Linked DNA regions of Oryctolagus cuniculus: region 2 is linked to region 1. Evidence: chromatin contacts called from public Hi-C data. All regions are on one chromosome and are shown on one strand. Each heading gives the region's core, a stretch centred on a gene start, on an enhancer-like site or on the middle of the called end of the contact. The rest is flanking DNA. Distances are from core to core; before and after follow the strand shown.

The links. A called contact is a pair of places that touch in the nucleus more often than the background predicts.
Region 2: a Hi-C map of an unstated tissue shows a contact between it and region 1, with 1.5 times the contacts expected there. The contact joins the promoter of RAB10 here to the enhancer-like site in region 1. A contact is called at or near these places in 2 of 6 Hi-C or Micro-C datasets (ear pinna and an unstated tissue).

What each region holds. Positions count from the first base shown.
Region 1 is chr2:176,709,119-176,715,471 of mOryCun1.1, forward strand. All of the region lies in intron 1 of RAB10 (RAB10, member RAS oncogene family), which reads right to left. Among named protein-coding and RNA genes, the nearest start is that of RAB10, 45 kb to the right of the region's middle. Within about 2 kb of position 3,918, at least 1 of the 8 cell types and tissues checked has an H3K27ac peak or open chromatin away from gene starts, as enhancers often do.
Region 2 is chr2:176,753,377-176,759,729 of mOryCun1.1, forward strand. RAB10 (RAB10, member RAS oncogene family) reads right to left here and starts at 4,093. Exons shown (of 6, transcript XM_002709976.5): 1 at 3,260-4,093. The coding sequence starts at 3,386.

The DNA.
Region 1 (6,353 bases), core at 2,668-5,167:
CAATGTGAAAAAAAATCATGTTCCTCACCACCACAGACCTCCTCAGGAGAAGTTCAACAACTAAGTGTTGGAAAGGCCTCACGCTCACAGAGGCAACCATCAATTTTCCAAAATTCTAATTTTAAAAGCATGAATTTCATCACTGGCAACAACTTTGTCATTCATTCATTTGAGAAAGCACCTGCCAAGTGCTCAAATCCGAATAATCACTGATTGCCAGTTGTTCTTTCAAGAATAAATGTGTGCAACAAAAAACAATGAGACAATTCCACAAATACTTTTCCTTCAGACAATTGTTTCTCTCTCAAATGAGGCAGAAGTATTTCATATTTATTTCCTATTTTGTCATGCAGTAAAAACATATGTGATCAAGGATCAAGACTTAATAAAGATTCATTCTGTTTCATCAAGGCCATACTTGAGTGCAATTATTCTCATTTTTTGTTATCTTGTCACTGTTAATTCATGAAAAGGTCAGCAAATTTTTAAAAAATATTCAGTTACTTTATTCACTGTAGCCAAAAACTGGGAAAAAAAACCCACAACTGTCTATCAACATAATTGATAATAAATTAGGGAATATTCATACACTAGAATATAATCAATAATTTAAAAGAATGAACTATTTCTATTCCTCACAACATCAATCTCACAGGTACATGCTAAGCAAAAGAAGCTGGACATGATAAATGTATGAAATTCTACAACAGGCAAAACTAATCTACAGTGAAAAAGTCAGAAAAGGAGTACAGAGGTAAGAGGCGCTGACTGGGGACAGAGTTAGAGGGAAATGCTCCTTATGTCAACAGCAGTGTATATAGGTCAAACTCAAAGCAGCACACCAGATTTGTGTATTTAACTGCATATCACTTCTTAAATAAAAACAGGTTAAGGAATCAATAGGAAATAAATAAGCCTTCCCAAAATTTTGTTCTTAGGACACTACTTCCAAAAGATGTGCCACATAAAACAAAAGGTCCAACTGTCAACAAGTTTGGGGAATATTTAATCATATTTCTACCTCTAATATGTAACACAGCAATATAAAAGTATTAATGATCTATTGCTTAAACTTCATTCAACCCAAAATAAGCTTGCTTTTGAGCTTACTTCCCCAAAACATGCAGATTTCATTTATTTGTCTGGTTCTTGTTTACTCCCCCTCCAAAGGTTGATCTATTAATTTGAACGACAGAGTTACAAAAAGGCAGAGACAGAGACAGAGAGGTCTTCCATCTGCTGATTCACTCCCCAGATGTCTGCAATGGCCAGAGCTGTGCCGATCCAAAACCAGGAGCCAGGAGCTTCTTCCAAATCTCCCATGTGGGTGCAGGGGCCCAAATCCTTGGGCCCTCTTCTACTGCTTTCCCATCCCATAGCAGACAGCTAGATCGGAAGTGGAGCAGCCAGGACTCAAACTGGCACCTATATTAGATGCTGGCACTGCAGGCAGCGGCCTTGCCCACTTTGCCACAGTGCCACCCCCATCTAGTTTACTTCTAAATTACCATAGTAAATCAGAAGTAATCTTATGAGATAAAAAACATCACTCTTAAAACTGACAGTAACAATTTTTGATGAGAAAACTAAAAAACTAGGAGCAGGCTTTGTGGCACAGCAGTTTAAGTCACAGTTCAAGTCTGAGCTATTCTACTTCCTGCTGGTACACCTGGGAAACATCAGGTCACAGCACAGGTGCTCAAGTTCCTGCCACCTACATGGGAGACCCAGGTGGACTTCCTGGTTCCTGACTTCAGCTTGGCCCAACTGTAGCTAGCTCTCAAGTCTATCCTCCCATTGCAAGATCTAATTTCTGAACTAGCAAAAAGAGCTAAAGGGCCAGCGCTGTGGCACGTGCAGTGCCGGCATCATATATGTGCGCCAGTTCGAGACCCGGCTGCTCCACTTCCTATCCAGTTCCCTGCTGTGGCTTGGGAAAGCAGCAGAAGATGGTCCAAGTACTTGGGCCCCTGCACCCATGTGAGAGATCCAGAAGAAACTCCTGGCTCCTAGCTTCAGATCAGCCCAGCTCCAGCTGTAGAAGTCATCTGGGGAGTGAACCAGTGGATGGAAGCTCTCTCTCTCTCTGCTTCTGCCAAATAAATAAATAAATAAATGGAAGGAAGGAAGGAAGGCAGGCAGGCAGGCAGGCAGGCAAGCAAGCAAGCCCGCCCTCTACAACCCTTTGTAAAAAATCCAGGAAATTTAACCCAAAGAAACTTGAGGCTTAGAAGGCTAATCCCAGTGATAAAGTCAACAATGTGTAACTTCAAATTCTAAGAGCCTGATCCCTAAAACCAATAAGCATTACACCAATGGGTGTAGCTGTACATCCATTAAAGCTCAACAGTTCAATAATAGACAACATGGAGTGAATGAAAGTTAACAGAAGTACAGTTCCCCCAAACCAAGATTACCAACATCAACAGTATCTAAGCAGGGCCGGGTGTGTTTGGTCCAGCAGTCAAGATGCCTGTTAGGAACCCAGTGTCTGTCTGTCTGTCTCTCTCTAACTCTTTCAAATGAATGAAGAAATCAAAAATAAATAAATAAAATATACATGAAACAACTCTGACTTCTACAAGGAGGCATGAGGTGTCATTAAGTTTGCTTAGCTGGTTTTAATTAAGCCTCACCCACACAGTCTAAGAAAATGACTCAGCAACACTCAGCCCATGTTAACTGGAGTTAAGCGATTAACACAATTAAAGTTAAACACATGTTTCTTAAACATGCCCAATTTACAGATAAAGAAAGAGGCTCAAAGGTTAAATGACTTGCTCAAGCTCAAAAAGCAAATTAACCATGATTAGGACACTGTCTTGTGGCTCAACATTTTGTCTAATGCATGTGGCACTGAAAGATTTTTCCAAAAAACAAAAGCTCATTGTCACAGTCACTGATGGACATTTTCATATATATTTTTTCATGATCCTCACAGATTAAATTATTCAATATACAAATAAGCTACATCTTCGATAAGGCTGTAACTGGAAAATTAACTCAAAACCATCCTGCCTGGGCTAGTCATCTTTTTTAAAAAGTCGAATCTAATCAGGCCACACCTCCGCTCAAGTCCTCAACTGAATTCAATCCCACAGAATGGATGCCAAGTTATACATGATCCAGCCCATACCAACCTCTTCTAACATCTATTTCTGGGGCCAGTGCAGTGACGGAGCAGGTAAAGCTGCAACCTGAGGTGCCGGCATCCCATATGGGCACCAGCTGCTCCACTTTCAATCTGTTCTCTGCCAATGTGCCTGAGAAAGCAGCAGAGGATGGCCCAAGTTCTTGGGCCCCTGCACCCACGTGGGAGACCTGGAAGAAGCTCCTGGCTCTTCGTTTCGGACTGGCCCTGCTCCGGCCATTGTGGCCATCTGGGGAGTGAACCAGCAGATGGAAGATCTCTCTGCCTCTGCCTCATCTTCTCTATAACTTTCAAATAAGTAAATAAATAGATAAAAAAGCAGATCCTTTTTTAAAAAATCTACTTCTTTTGCTCCCTGCCCTCCAGTCACACCTGTAACACCCATCGTCATCTCCCTGAGCTCCACAAGCTTCTTTACTAAGGACAGCTGCTCCTCTCCCTCCCTCCCTCCCTCCCTCCCTCCCTCCCTCCCTCCCTTCTCTTATCTAACCTCTAACACCTCAGGCAGCAGCATGCCTGTCAATTCCTCAGGACAGCATGCGCTGAGCGCCAACCTCCCTACTACCCGAAATAGATTAAAAAAATAATTTCAGTGTATTCTATTTTTACAATGTATTTTTTTCTTACAGCAATTACCAAACTAAAGAATTATTTGGTTTGGTGTTTCTTTCTGCTTGATGAATTAAGCTGCTGCAAGTACAGTGACCGTAAAGTCTGGCCACGGCATTCATTGATGACGTTTCCCAACATCCTGTCCAAGTCCACAGTCACATTAAGTGTGGAGACTTCGCTACACAGCTGAACTCGGACTCCCAGCTTCTGCCAAGTCTTAACCAGTAATCCTGGGAGACTCATGCAGACTCAACAGCTACAACTTGTTCATAACGGCTCAATCTTTAAAAAGACTAGTATCAAGGCTTCTGCTTCTTTTCTCAATTATTCCTAAATGCCTAATACCGACATTTTCAAAAACAGTAGAAGATAGTTAACTCCTCTGGTCTTGAGAGACACTGACAGATTATCTGAGGTTGTGGCCCTTACCAATCATCGGCACAATGGTTAATGCTCAGACAAGAAGCCATCAGGCAAGTATTAGTGGGATTCATGGAAATTATATATACCTGTGGCATGTGTATGTGCAATCCTTTCACAGTGTATACAGAGATAAGAACTTTTGCTACAATGACCTTATCACTTATACAGTCTCTCTTGGATTCTACTCTACATTTTGCTAATCTACTTCCATAAACTCCCATTTTCTGGCTCTCTTGGCTCCTCTCCTCTCTCTCTCTCTCTCTCTCTCTCTCTCTCTCTCTCTCTCTCTCTTATACTCTCCTCTCTCTTTTCCTTCTTGTCCCTTCCCTCTAGCCTGCGGGGTTTCCCCAATAAATCCTTTCCCTTAAAAAAAAAAAAAAAACTCCAATTTTCTAAAAGTTTATTTGAAAGGAAGAGCAACAGAGAGAGACAGACAGAGATATCTCCCATCTGCTGGTTCACTTCTCAAATGCCCCCAAACAGTTAGGGCTAGGGATAGACCAAGCCAAAGTTAGGAGAAGGAACTCCATTTGAATCTCCCACATGGGACACAAGTACTTGAACCATCACCTGCTGCCTTGCAGGGTACACGTAAGCAGGATGCTGGATTGAAAGCAGAGAGACTCAATCCTAGGCACTCAGATTTGGAACGCGGGCACCCCAAGCGGCAGCCTACCCACTCTGCTGGAACGCCCATGTTCACTACTGTGTTAATGATTTGGTATACATATTTTCATGTTCTTTTCCACACATAAGAAAGGAAGGCTGATGCTGTGGCGTAATTAGGTTAATCATTCACCTGCAGCACCGGCATCCCACATGGGTACCGGTCAAATCCTGGCTGCTCCACTTCTGATCCAGCTCTCTGCTGTGGCCTGGGAAAACAGCAGAAGATGGCCCAAATCCTTGGGCCCCTGCATCCACATGGGACACCAGGAAGAAGCTCCTGGCTTCAGATCGGCTCAGCTCCATTGTAGCCATTTGGAGAGTGAACCAGCAGATGGAAGACTTCTCTCTATTTCGCTGCCTCTGCCTCTCTGTAACTCTTTCAAATAAAAATAAATTTTAAAATCTTAAAAGTATAGATAGCATACTTTTTAAGCATGAAGAATTCTTTAAACCTTAAGTCAATGTTTCTTCTACTTCAAAACTCCCAAAGACATCTTAGAAAATGCAAACTCCTTGACAAGACTTTCAAAGCCCTTCTATAACCTCACCCAAATTTACTCCCTGCCACACCTCCCATTCTAGCACCTTGTACTGGCTGCAGTCTCCACACACACCACATACCAATGACTACATTCTTACAGTTTCCTCTAAATGAATGAAGAATCCTCTAACAATCGCCCTGCACCTTAACTATCCTGTGTTAAGGCTCAGCTTACACAAAATCTCCTCTATAAAGCTTACACTCCCAACCAGGGCTCCTGGTCTCTCTCGTGCACTTTTTTTTTTCAAAGGTCTATTTATTTTTTTGAAAGTCTGAGTTACACAGAGAGAGGGAGAGACACAGCAAGAGATCTTCTATACCCTGGTTTGCTACCCAAGTGGCCTCAACAGCCAGAGCTGGGACAGGCCAAAGCCAGGAGCTTCCTCAAGGTCTCTCACATGGGTAGTAGGGGCCCAAGCACTTGGGCCATCTTCTGCTGCTTTTCCCAGGCCATTAGCAGGGAGCTGGATAGAACGCAGAGCAGCCAGGACTCAAACAGGCACCTATATGATGCCAGCATTACATGCAGTAGCTTAACCTATTACACAAAACACCAGCCCCAGTTATCTCTTTCTCTAAGATTTATTTATTTCTCTATTTCTGTGAATAGTAGAGTGACACAAAGAAAGACACAGAGACCTGTTCACTGGCTACAATAGCTGGGGATAGGCCAGGCTGAAACCAGGAGCCAAAACTCCATCAGGGTCCCCATGTGGGTGGTAGGGGCCAAAGTACTTGGGCTATCATGCACTGCTTTCCCAGGCACATTAGCAAGGAGCTGGATCAGAAGCAGATTCAACCAGCACTCCAATGTGGGATGCATGTGTCCCAAGCAGCAGCTTAACAAGCTGTGCCACAATGCCAGGTAGCCACTACGTAGTTTTATTATTATTCACACATTTTTTTTTTTTTTTTGGACAGGCAGAGTGGACAGTGAGAGAGAGAGACAGAAAGGTC
Region 2 (6,353 bases), core at 2,843-5,342, 44 kb after region 1:
GACTCTTCTGGGTGCTTAGCACACACTATCAGGGAAAAAAAAAAGATCTCTGTCCTTGTGAAATGGATACTAAGTACTCCAGTGTCCTTGGATTCACATGAGATTGGATAAATGTGGAACATACCAGTAATCTGTTTTTGTTAACTCTGTCTGCAATAAATCTGACCAAAAATGTTATACATAATTTTTAGCATAGACGTGTGAAAATTTAAAGTATAGAGAAAAAGTTAAATGCAGTAGTCTTTGTGAGCACTGTTAAATAAGCATCACAAATCCTTAAAAAAATTTTTTTCAAGAATCGATAATGAAAACAATTGCACCTGAAATGATAGCCTGCATTATTTTGGCCACTCGGTCCTTCTACACAAATTTCAAATGTTTTAACAATCAAGCAACAAATCGTAAATTTTACAGTCATTTATGCTTAGAGAATGCTCTAGATTAAAACAAACCCTAGTCGGCTGACATTTTTAATGTCTTAAAAGTATTACACATTGAAAACTTTCTAACCTTCTGCACATTGCCAACTGGCTACTTTAGGTCATTTAGACATGGACTGTCCAATATGGTAGCCACTAGCACATGCGGCTATTGTGGACCTGAAGTACGCTTAATCTTAACCAAGATAAACTCTAAGTATAACTTACAAACAAGAGAAAAAGAATGTAAAATATCTTAATAATTTTTAAATCTTGTTACACAACAAAATAGCATTTTGGATATGAGTTTAAATATATTAAAACCTAACTTTTTTGGACGTGGTTATCAAAAAAAGTTAAATTATATATGTGACTCACATTATTTCTTTTGAACAGTATGGGTTTAAGACAATAGACTTCCAATCCTGTGCACAGAGCTAGTACACAAAGCTTACAGTATTCAACATCTTACATATAAAATATCAAAAACTTTTTTAATGTTTCTGTCCCTCTGTTCTTGGGTGGTCTTGTAAACACAAATATAATTCTGTGCTTGGATTTTATACTTTTTACTTATTAATCTTCACCTTTTATCTGAAAAGCAGGGGGAGATAAGGGGAATGGGAGAACGCACCCATGAGCCATCACCACCTGCTGCCTCCCAGGGTCTCCACTAGCAGGAAACTGAGCCAGGCCTGGAACCAGGCACCATGAAATGGACGTGAGCGTCCCAACCACTGGGCCAAATGCCACCCCGCAAACATTTTTACATTAAAATGCTGAAAATGTCAGAATCTAATGTGAAATTGTTTAGCAGAGCAACAACAAATTTCTGGGAGACCGGTGTGTGCAGGATGTTCCGTCTGTGAGGTAACACGTTCTGCCCCACTTCAGAAGCAGAAGGGCCACGTACTCCACACACAGTTTATATGCACTGTGCTCCTAGGAAGCGCCTGGCACCACGCAAAGTGACTGTCACTAACCCACAAATCCCTCACAACTACCCTACCTGCCAGATCTCATACCCAACACTATTTAAAGGGGGAAAAAAAAAAAAGAAAAACCCGGAGCAGAGAAAGGTTAAGTGACCTGCCAAAGTCACACAGACAGTAACCCAGCAGGCTTGATCCAACGTCCCCCACATTTTCCCAGTATAAGGACCACACAAAAAGAGCACGCCTTTACCTTTACAGGGCTGAGCTTTGGAATGGGTACACAGCCACAGAAAGACCGAAGCAGACCACGTTACTGCTTTTCTTCCTACCCTCCATCCCTCCCAAGGCAGGTTAAAGTTGGCCACAGGAATTAAATCCCCAACGACGGCAGGTCCGCTGTGTCCCCCTTTCCCGGCCCTCTGGTCCAATTCCTATCTGTCCCGTAGACTTCCTCTCAGATGCAGCCCCACTTTCACGCCCCACCGTGACTGTTCTCACTGCAATGTCCCTCAAGGGGTCTACTGTGTCCCCCAGTGTCAGAAACAGTGCCTAGCGATAGGTGCTCAATAAATATTTGCTCATCAGCCTAACCACCTGACCCACCCAGCAACAGCTAAAAGCGGAATATTAAAAGCACACTTGGTGCTAGGGGTGCTAACCCACAAAGCAGAGAACACAAGTTCTGAGTCTCACAAATGTATGAGAGAGAACATTATGACACTCAGAAAATAACGACTTTCCCCCAAAGAAGGTGAGTCAAATATCTATTTCAAATAATCCCTTGTCTAATTTAATTTCGCCACAGTTTGTTCTGTGAGAATGAAGTGAGTAGCCGATAAATACATGCCATAAGAAATCCAAACCAACGATTTCAGTAATGCTACAATTTGGCTGAAACCAACTTAATTTTGACACTTTGGTCCAACTCAATAAAGACTGCAGCTCTTTTTAAAGCAGTCCCAATACTAAACTAGTTGCATTGAACAGCAGGTTTCATTGCACTGCCCAGTGCTGAGCACTGGGCTCCAAGTGACAGAGGCAGCCGAGCAATCCGCCGTGTGTTGGGCAAGAGGCTGGGTTTCACGCACACTTACTACTTGAAAACAACTCGGGTTAGTGCCACGCAAAAGGGACTTTCTTAGCGCTTTTCCTTTCTTTTCCTAAACGGGAAACCTATTTCAAAGGTCAACCTATAGCTCTTACTTCCACACCAAGTAATTCTGAAACAGGGGGTGGGCTGCGACTGGCAGAATGGTTTCCTGTAAACCCAGCGTCGAGTACAACAGGAGGGCGAGTGTGTGTGTGTTTGTGTGTGTGTGTGTGTGGCTTCACGCCTTGGGGTCTGAGCACACGAGCCGAGCATCGCCCCCCGTCGCGGCCAGCACGCCAGGGTCCCACCCCAAGCACCACGAGTCTCCGACTGCCTGACACATCAATGGATTAGTCAACGCAGGCAACGCACTTTTCCCCTCTAATTTGCCTTAATTATTCCTCACACAAACCCTCAAGTTTACTCTAAGGACCATATGGAATCCTGTACAAACCCAGACCCCTTCCCAAAGAGCCAACACGGCTTCTCCCCCAACCACTCAGATGGGTCCCGAACGATATCCCACAGGCTGGGCAACGCCACACAAATAGGAAAAAGCCAGTCCAAGTCGCGGCCAGAGCCGTGGGTAAAAGGCTGCCTAATCCTAACAGCAGGCACTGGGCAGGGACCGGATGGAAAGCAAGGGAAGACCCCGCCCCAGCCAGCTCGAAGCCGATTCAAACAGCAACTTGGGGCTGGCGTCTGGGCTCGGAATCGCCGGAACAAAGGCGTATATCACGGGAAGCAAGATGTCTGGGGCGAAAAGAAACGGCTCGCAGCGGAGGGAGCGCGCCCCGTCCTCCCGCAGCTCTTACCTATGGTGGAAATAAAGGTGGTGTTGAAGGCATCATCCGAAAAGCGAAAAAGGACGCAGGTCTTGCCCACTCCCGAGTCCCCGATCAGGAGCAGCTTGAAAAGCAGGTCGTACGTCTTCTTCGCCATTGGGAGGAGCGGCTCGGGCTCTCGCCGCCGGCGGCCCCAAGGGATCGGTCCCGCTCACCACGGCCAACTCCTCTCCCGGGCGTTCTCAGGCCGGAGGACTGGGCAGGCGTGGGAAAGCCGCGGGCTGGCGAGGGCACGGGCGACCTACGAACGGCCTCGTCCGGGAAGCCCCGACGGTGGCGGCGTCCGGTGCCTCCGAGGGCGGCGACCGCGGCTCCGCAGCCTCTCCCAGCCGCTCCTCCCGGTTCCGGGGAGTCGGTCGGGACAAAATGGCCTCCCCTCCCCCCTCGGGGCTGCTCGGCCGGGACGCTCCCGCGGGCGGGCGAGAGAGCTCTGCCGTCGAGGGAGCGCTTGCGGGAGTAAGGGCGGTGTCTCTCCGGAGCGGCGACTCCCCGCAGGGACGCGGCGAGGGCGGCGAAGCAGGACCCCGAGCCGACGAGCCCAGCTACATAGCCCCAGGAAGCCGAGCCGCCCCGGCCAGAGCCACCTTTTCCCCGTGCCCTCTCACGCCGGCGTGCGCGCTGCCTGGGACGCACGCAAGGACGTACGCCCGCCCTTCCCTCGCGCCCTCGCCCTGCGGCCCGCCTCTGCGCACGCGCGCAGGAGGGCGTGGGCGCCTGCCGGGGCGGAGAGCCGAGGCCCCGGGTCCCCGAGCCTCGGACTGAGTCCGAACAGAGTTGGGGAGAGGGGAGGAGCGAGAGAGGGCGAGGCCGCGGGCGCGCTCCCTGCGGCCGCCTGATAGGGTGCGCGGCCGTGCGAGCACGCCCCGCGGCGGGCGGGGCTGGCTGGGGACTGCGCAGGCGCGGCGCGGCCGAGTCTCCCGTGGATGCCCCGCGCCCCCTCCTTCCCGGGGCCGCCCCGCGGACCGCGCCGCGCTCTGTGGGGCGTGTGGGGCCGTGGGTCTCGGCGCGGCGACCTGCCCGGGTGGCTGTCGGGCCCTGTGTAGTCCATACGTGCGAGCGAGGGGAGCACCCTCACGGTGTAAGGGGCTCTCGGCTCGGACGCGGTGCCTTCCTGGAGGCCCTCCCTCGCGGCCGCCGTGACGGGGAGAGCTCCGCCCCGGCTCCCTTAAGGAGCCAGAGGTGGCGTGGAGGAGAGGGGCCGTCTGAGATGCGGAGACTGGCCTCGCCGCTCGGGGCGCGCTGATGTAATCGGCCTTTCTGGGCGAGGAGGCGGGGGCCGAGGAACACCTGGGCGCGGGCGGCGGGGCGCCTGCTGCGGGCCTTTGCGGGCTCTGCCCGGCCGCAGGGGACGGCGGGGAAACGCGTCCGCTCCCCGCATTGGTGTTTGCACCCCCTCTTCCTTTCTTGCCGCCGGTAGCGGGTGCACTCGGGGTGCCCCTCAGTCCTCACGGCGGCCGAGCTGACAGGTTCGCCTACACCTGACAGCGTAGAAAACCGGGGACGCGCGGACCGCAGGAAACGCGGCCTGGGAGAGCAGCAGCGCCGACATTTTTCCTCGGTCTCAGCATCGCCGAGGCGCTGGTGCCTCCGACATGGACCTAAAGGGCGTCTTTCAGGCAGTCCCGGTCATCCTGCTTCGGTCTCCCGTTCCTGAAAGTCGTGTGTCACCTGCTGTCCTCCCAGCGGCCCTAAGGCCGGGTCCCTGAAGATGCTGGTCTGCTTCGCTTGGGTTATTTGCTAGCGCTTCTTTGTCTTCTGGCTTTTACACGCTCGGAATGATTCTTCCTCCAACTGGCACGGTCTTGGGCTAAGACCAACAATTCTAAAATAGGCTAGCTATGCAAATCAGCGAGCCGCGTGCGGCCAGTGCCTCACACCCTGTCATCTCTCAGACGCAGGACGTGGAACCTGGGAAGATCTTCAGTGTTAGCTTGATTGTTCCTATTGAAACAGGCTCGATTGTAAAGCATCTTAAAAGTGTCATGTTTCTTTTAAATGTTTATTTACTTGGTTGAGAGCGCTGCTCCCATCCTAGCTGTCCATTCCCCCCAAACACCTGCAGCAAAGCCAAACTGGGAACTAAATCCGTGTCTCCCAGACGGTGGCGGGGACTCCTTGAGCCACTGCTAAGTGCTGTCTCTGAGGGTCTGCAGTAGCAGGAAGCTGGAATTGGAAGTCAGAGCTGGAAATCAAAGCCAGGTACTGTGATATGGGACGCCAGACAGTCCAGCCATATCCTACCCGCCAGGCCAAACGTCTCCCCCGCTATGATTTTTTTTTTTTAATGTAGAAAGTCTAATGTGGAGAGTAATACCGCTACATAAATATGGGGGTACTAAGGAGCTAAAAATTAATTTTTTAAAAAACCTTCATTCTTTACCCCAGTTGTTTCCAACAGTTTTATCAATTAGAACCTTTTCCTCAGAAACCATATTCTGAAACTTCGGGAATAAATTGAACTTAATAATAAATTTTACTGGGTCAGGATCATAGAAGTATAGAGCTGTCATTTTTTTTTTTTTTTTTTTGAGACATAATTCGGGGCCAGCGCTGTGGCATAGCGGGTAAAGCCACTGCCTGCAGTGCCGGCATCCCACATGGGTGCCGATTGGAGTCCCTGCTGCTCCACTTCCGATCCATCCCTCTGCTATGGCCTGGGAAAGCAGTAGAAGATGGCCCAAGTCTTTGGGCCTGTGCACCCATATGGGAGACCTGGAAGAAGCTCCTGGCTCCTGGCTTCAGATCGGCCCAGCTCTGGCCATTGTGGCCATTTGGGGAGTGAACCAGCGGATGGAAGACCTCTCTCTCTCTCTCTCTGCCTCTCTCTAACTCTGCCTTTCAAATAAATAAATAAATCGTTAAAAATAAAAAGGCATACTTCAACACCTGCATGTAATTTGCAGTTGAGGAGTTAGGGACTTGCCAGAGGTCACGCTGTTCGTGCCAGAGCCAGGACTAACTAGATGGGCCATCGGGAAGGGAGGGAAGCCTCCGTGGCACATCGTACTGAATACAGGTGAAACGGAGGCTCAGCCGCTACCTTGTGCTTGGTGGCTCTAAAGCT